Linked DNA regions of Pan troglodytes: region 2 is linked to region 1. A link is a contact called in public HiChIP or PLAC-seq data. All regions are on one chromosome and are shown on one strand. The core of a region is the stretch at or near the end of the contact, and the rest is flanking DNA. Distances in the headings are between cores, read along the strand shown.

The links. HiChIP or PLAC-seq counts read pairs in DNA pulled down with a chosen protein or histone mark.
Region 2: an H3K4me3 HiChIP or PLAC-seq map of stem cell-derived excitatory neurons shows a contact between it and region 1, with 2.6 times the contacts expected there. The contact joins the promoter of NGLY1 here to the promoter of TOP2B in region 1. A contact is called at or near these places in 1 of 7 Hi-C or Micro-C datasets (stem cell-derived neural progenitor cells) and 1 of 1 datasets of contacts at active chromatin or transcription factors (stem cell-derived excitatory neurons).

The regions. Positions count from the first base shown.
Region 1 is chr2:29,649,103-29,652,053 of NHGRI_mPanTro3-v2.0_pri, forward strand. It overlaps TOP2B (DNA topoisomerase II beta), which reads right to left and starts at 1,453. Exons shown (of 36, transcript XM_016940585.4): 1 at 755-1,453. The coding sequence starts at 823.
Region 2 is chr2:29,766,363-29,769,234 of NHGRI_mPanTro3-v2.0_pri, forward strand. NGLY1 (N-glycanase 1) reads right to left here and starts at 1,485. Exons shown (of 12, transcript XM_003309673.5): 1 at 1,196-1,485. The coding sequence starts at 1,326. OXSM (3-oxoacyl-ACP synthase, mitochondrial) reads left to right here and starts at 1,593. Exons shown (of 3, transcript XM_009445036.5): 1 at 1,593-1,955.

The DNA of each region.
Region 1 (2,951 bases), core at 203-2,702:
CTGCAGTTACTTCTACTTCCCAGCAGGAACTGAGCGTCGAAATCCTTTAACTTCAGGACTAAGCACTTCAGTCACCTCTCCAGGACATCCATTCAGCCCTCACCCCGTTACACCTGCGATGCTGACGTAGACAAGCACTTCTTTTAATAATCTCACCCTGACAGAGGGACGACCTACAGTATTAACTGCTGTGAAAGTCATCCCCAATGCGCTCTCAATTGAGCGCATTGAATGAGGCTTTCCAAATTGAAGTGCAAGTTGCTGTAGAAGTCCCAATGCATTCTTCTTTGAGATTAAAGCCCCAGAAAGGGCTGCATTTAGAATACACACACACACACACACCCCTTTTCCCAGGGTTTTCTTGAACTACATTTGGAGAAAATGCTGCCCCACACACAGACACGCTTGCATTATCGCCATCCCCACCATTTCAGGTTCGGCTGCCCCGGAAGAGTCTGGTTAAAAAGAAAAGAGAGGAAGCGGGGGCTATATGTTACGTTCGCGGTTTTGTCTCCCCAAAGTTTCAAGTACACATTACGCTCTGGCAGTCAGGACTTCCAGAGACGTACAGAGAAAGAAAGAAAGAAAAGGCGCGGGGAGCGGGCTGGAGGATTCTGCAAGCACAGGCCCCTATGGAGCGCCCGTTCGGGGGACGGGATTTCCCTCCCTTTCCCCTCCCCCGCCCGTTCGGAATTCCGCCCCCGCCGCGGGCCCGGAACAATGCAGCCGCCCGTCCCGGGGACCAGCCACTTACCACCCAGGTCAGTGCCCCGTTGCCGCCGCCCACGCCGGCTCCCGCGCCGCAGCCACCCGACTTGGCCATGGCGAGTGCCTCCAGCTCACAGGCCCTGAGGCCGCAGCCGCCGCTCCCGCCTCCCTGCGGGCCGCTGGGCCCCGCCGCTCCGCACCCACCGCTCCACTCGCCGCACTCCTAGCCGCGCCGACCCCCGCGCCCCATCGCGAAGACCCGGAGCGGACGTCCAGCCGAGCCCGCTGAGGAGGCCGCGCCGCCGGCTGCCCTCAAACTCGAGGCGCGGCGTCCGCGTCGCCCGGGCCTAGCGCGGCGGCTGAGGAGAAAGCAGGGAGCGACCGGCGGCAGCCGAGCGGCGGCGTTGCCTTCTCGCCCGCCCGCGGGCGCCGCTGCGGGCCGGGCTGAAGCCCGGGCGTGCGAGCCGCGAGGGCGGCCGGGGAGCCCGAGGCGCTCGGACGTGGCGAGGACGCAGAGGTGCCTTGTCCTTCTCACACTCCGCGAAGGCCAGCCACTCGAGTCGCCAGAGTAGTCGTCCCGGTCGCCGCCGCTGCTTCAAAGGCCGCCTTAGCCTCGCTGCAGCCCCGATTTCCTCACACACACACACCGAGAGGGACAATAAACAGAGCCGCCGCCGCCGCCGCCACGGTCACCTCCCTCTTGTCCGGCATAACACCGCACACACACATTTGCACACCGGGGAGAAAGGGAGGGCGCGGCGGCCGCCCCCGCTGTCAGTCAGCGCCATGCTGTCCAATCCGGGCCTTGTCGCCACAGCCTCTCGGCCAATCCCAAAATTCCAAGCCCCCTGGAGGGGCGGGACCCGAGGGGGGAAACGTCATTGCGGGTAGCAACCGAAAGGAAGACTTGGGGTTTTTGTTTGTGTGTGTGTCTGTGGGTTTTCCATTTGAAGGGAGAGCAGGGGCTGCTTCAAGGGTCAATTGAGGGCGGCAAAGGGAAAGGGTCGAATTGGCCTCGGGTCGATTGTAATCCTCCAAGCGTGCTGTTTACTCTGAGACCTAACCGGGAATCCGAAGCGTTTGCCTGGGGCCTCTAAGGATGAGGATGGGGGCGGGGTGGGGATGGGGGTGGCAGGAAGAAGCCGGGGGCCGTCCCAAAGGGAAATTATTTTTAAAGAGCGGTTGTAAACCGCAGGCAAGACGTTGTAGACTACTGGTGCAAGGAGGCCCCGTGTCCCGGCCTCCCCAAGGGCCTAAGTGGACGCTGCTGTCGAAAAAAATCATCTCAGACCTTCTCCGTCTCCTTCTTCCGTCTCCTCCCCTCACCCCAAAAGAGCATATGGTCAGTTTCAAGAAAACTACATATGAAAAGCTTAAATGATAAGGGACACACAGAGAATGTTCTAGGGAAAGAATGCAGGGTGGGTTGAGTGTTCTATTTCTACTCTTTGTTGACCTTTCTTCTCTGAACAATGCAGAGATGTCACTGTCACTTTTCTCATCTGTCCAGAACTGTGCCTCCTGCCTCTAAGAGGGCATGCTTAATTTTTAAAACTGTTTTCAGTGGAATTTTCAAATGCACAGTAAGGAATAATTTCATTCACATTAAAGCTTTCTAAGAATGAAAATTACCAATACAGCAACATCACAGTCTTTGGCAGATGGAAGATGGCTTTACTTCTTCCTGTTTTTCAGTGTAATTCCACTCAAGTATTTATTGGGCGCACACTCTGCCACGCTGTGCCAGGCTCTGCGATGGGTTCAAAATAAAAACAGGGCCCCTGATTTCAAACCATTTATAACCTGGCTTGTGAGACAGACTAAAAGGGAGCCAACGATCACCAAAATGAGTACTTGAAGGCATGAAGTGCCACCAAAGAGTTGTGATGAAAGCTTTTTATAAAGATGAAAACAGTATTACTGTTTTTTGAAGAGGTGTTTTTGTGAACTTCCAACTGTGCATTTCCTCTCAAGGGAAAACAAAAATGTCTCAGGTCACATCTTTAAACTGCATTCTGAGTCTAGAGGTGGAGAACTCTGAAACATGGAAATAATTTAAACATAGTTTTTTAAATTAGCTCTCTGATGGCCATGTAACTTTGCCATACTAGGGACTTCAGAACAGTGAAGCCTTTCTTTAACTTGAACTTGGGGTGCAAACTTTTCTGAACCTGACCAAGTATCCATAGCCTTGTTATTTAACGTCCCTGAGCCTCAGTTTAGTGCTTGTTAAAATGATCTTG
Region 2 (2,872 bases), core at 235-2,734, 120 kb after region 1:
CACACAGGTCACAATTATGTAGCTGTGAACAGGCCACATGTTGCATCCTTCACAGCATCTACCACAAAATAAGGGCTCAATATATTTTCCCTTCAATTTACTTTAAAAATCATTACCATTGCCTAAATGAAATATTACTGACATGGATTTTAAAAACTGCACATGTAACTAATGTCTAAAATTGGGTCACATGAAACCTATAACCTTGAAACTGAGAATTTCCTTTTAGACTTCATGACAATATACCAAACACTTAATGCACCAGGGGCTGAGGGGAACAGAGAACCTAATTAATCACGGTGACCTGATAAATGAGGTAACACCACTAAAGCAAGTGGCGCTCCTTTAACTTCAGTTCCATTTCCCTACCCCCCCCCACACCATGTCCCTTCAGATCATTTGATCTGAAGACTTGAGGTGGGTACTTATTCAAAATGAATAATCAAACTTGCCTCCCAATTCCCAAAATCTACAAGGTCCCTTAGACCTCTAGAAGTGCAATTTTGCTGACAGGAGAATTACTCTCATCCAAGGCGATTACCTCCACGAATTCTTAAAGGGTTATGTTACATAGTAGAATCCAGGTATTAATATAAAAACTGTAACTTCAAAATACTATAATGTTTCAATCAACAAAAGTGGGCAGAAAAAAGATTAAAAATTTTAAAACCCACCACTTCAGAAGCATTATGCTTTAGTACTCGGATAGTCTCAACATGGGAAGAAAACATCACTTTGTCAGTGAGTAACTTCTGATAAGTATGTGGAAATGTAAGCCACTCCGCTCGAAAAATGCACGCAGGGGGAATGACACGCGCGGTGCGGTTACCGTTGTGTCCTGATATCTGAGGCCGCTAAACGACGAGAAGAGCGGCAATGTCTGAAGCACGCCTTCCTACCTCTCCTCCGCCCGGCCCCGCTTCCGGGACTCCAGTTCACCCGCAGCACCCTGACTGCAGGTGCCAAGTCACTACTGCAAAGAAACTTCCTTTTCTCGAGCGGGGGTGGGACTTGGCCGGGTCCCGAGGCCCCTGGCCGGCGGGCTCGGACGTTAGGAGCAGAACCAGCTCCAGGTCCCGGTCTGTCCGGGCGTCGCTGCCCTCTGAAGCTCAGGCCGGACACCCAGTCCCTGGCCGAACAAGGCGCCGCGGCCCACCCACCCCGGTACCCGCCGTCCGACCCCGTTGCCCTGCACCTGAGGATGTTGTCAGCATAGGTGAGCAGCAGCTTGGAGGCCTCCAAAAAGGTCTCCGGGGTGTTCTGGCAGAGCTCAGCCACGGCCGGGGACGCCGAGCCTGAGGAGCTGCCCAATGCTGCCGCCGCCATGCTTGAGCGCCAGCGGCCGCCGCCGCCGCCCCTCGCGCTCCGCGTCCCACACTGAGCAGGCGCCTCAGCGCGCCGCAGCAACCGCAGCCACCGGGAGGGGCGGGGTCCTCGGCCGGCAGGGGCGGGGTCCTCGGCCGGCAGGGGCGGGGTCCTCGGCCGGCAGGGGCGGGGTCCTCGGCCGGCAGGGGCGGGGTCCTCGGCCGGCAGGGGCGGGGTCCTCGGCCGGCAGGGGCGGGGTCCTCGGCCGGCAGGGGCGGGGTCGGGGAGCGGGGCCAGGAGCTGGGGAGCTCGGCTGGGAACTACGGCTGCTCCTTCGCGAGGGGCAAGGGGCTGTTCGGAAGAAGGTGGGGGGCCTTGGCCGGCAGGGGCGAGGTGCTTCGACCCAGAGTTGGGGCCTGGTCGTACAGGTTGGGAAGGGGTTCCGCAGGGAGAGGCGGGGCCTGGGCGCCGGAGCTGAGGGGTGTGGGCCTGGAGGAGGAGGATGTCGAGTCCTTTAGGACGGAGGAGCTCGGCTGGAGGGGAGGCCGGCTTTGGTCTAGAGGTATCGGGCGAATGGTGCTGGCACGTGCCTCTCAGAAACCCGGATCCCTCTGCGCCCCGGGGCCAGCCTTATTGATCCAGCTATTAAGGTAGAGAAACCGCATGTACCTCCCTCCTTTCCCCACAAATAAAACCACCTTAGAGCCTTCTCTTCGCAGATTGTCAGGACGTTCTACATAGATGTGGATGAAAGACTACAGAAGGAAGGAGCAACAAACGTCAAAAACAAAACCATGGCTATAAACTCTGCTGGGTTTGTTATAGGGATTCTTTTCAGAATTTGGCTAATGACTGAAAATCTAAGTTCCAGCTCAACTAGTATATGATTCCTCTGTAAAGAAGTGTATTTTTAAACCATAGGTTGCGACATAATAATGGATTGTGGATTCGGTTTACCGCGTGGTGACCAGCGTAAAACACATGCATAATAATTACGCAATATTATAGAATGTCGGGGGCGGGAAGGGAAGAGAATAAAAATTTGCATCCCACACAGTAAGGGTAAGTAATATTTTGTGACTTGTTTTTTAGGTAGATCATGTGATCAAGGTCTTTTATTCCTCTTAGAAGATGCATCCCTTACTACTTTAATCCAGTCTCTTCCCCACCATGTCCTTGAAAGTGTACTTTACCAGTGGCTTCCTTCTTTGCAGAAATTCCTTTTCAACCTCACCAAGTATTTTTCTTGACTTTATTTCTTAAGATAAGTGATTTGCCTGAATAACCTCTTTTAAATTTCTTGATGTTTCATCTGTTTGCTTTTAAGACTTGAAATTTTCTTCCAGAATCTCCGAACAAGACCCTAAGCTATGACATCCACTTCAATGACTATTCGTCTCCCAAATATACGTACGCTTTTAATAAATATGTAGATCTTTGGACCACCTTCCAAGTATGGTGTGTTCAACAGATAGTAGTATGTTACTAGCGTCTGTAACTAAAATTTTCAGGGGCTTAACACAAGAGTAATTTCTTTCTGGCTCATATAACACTTTAATAATGCAGG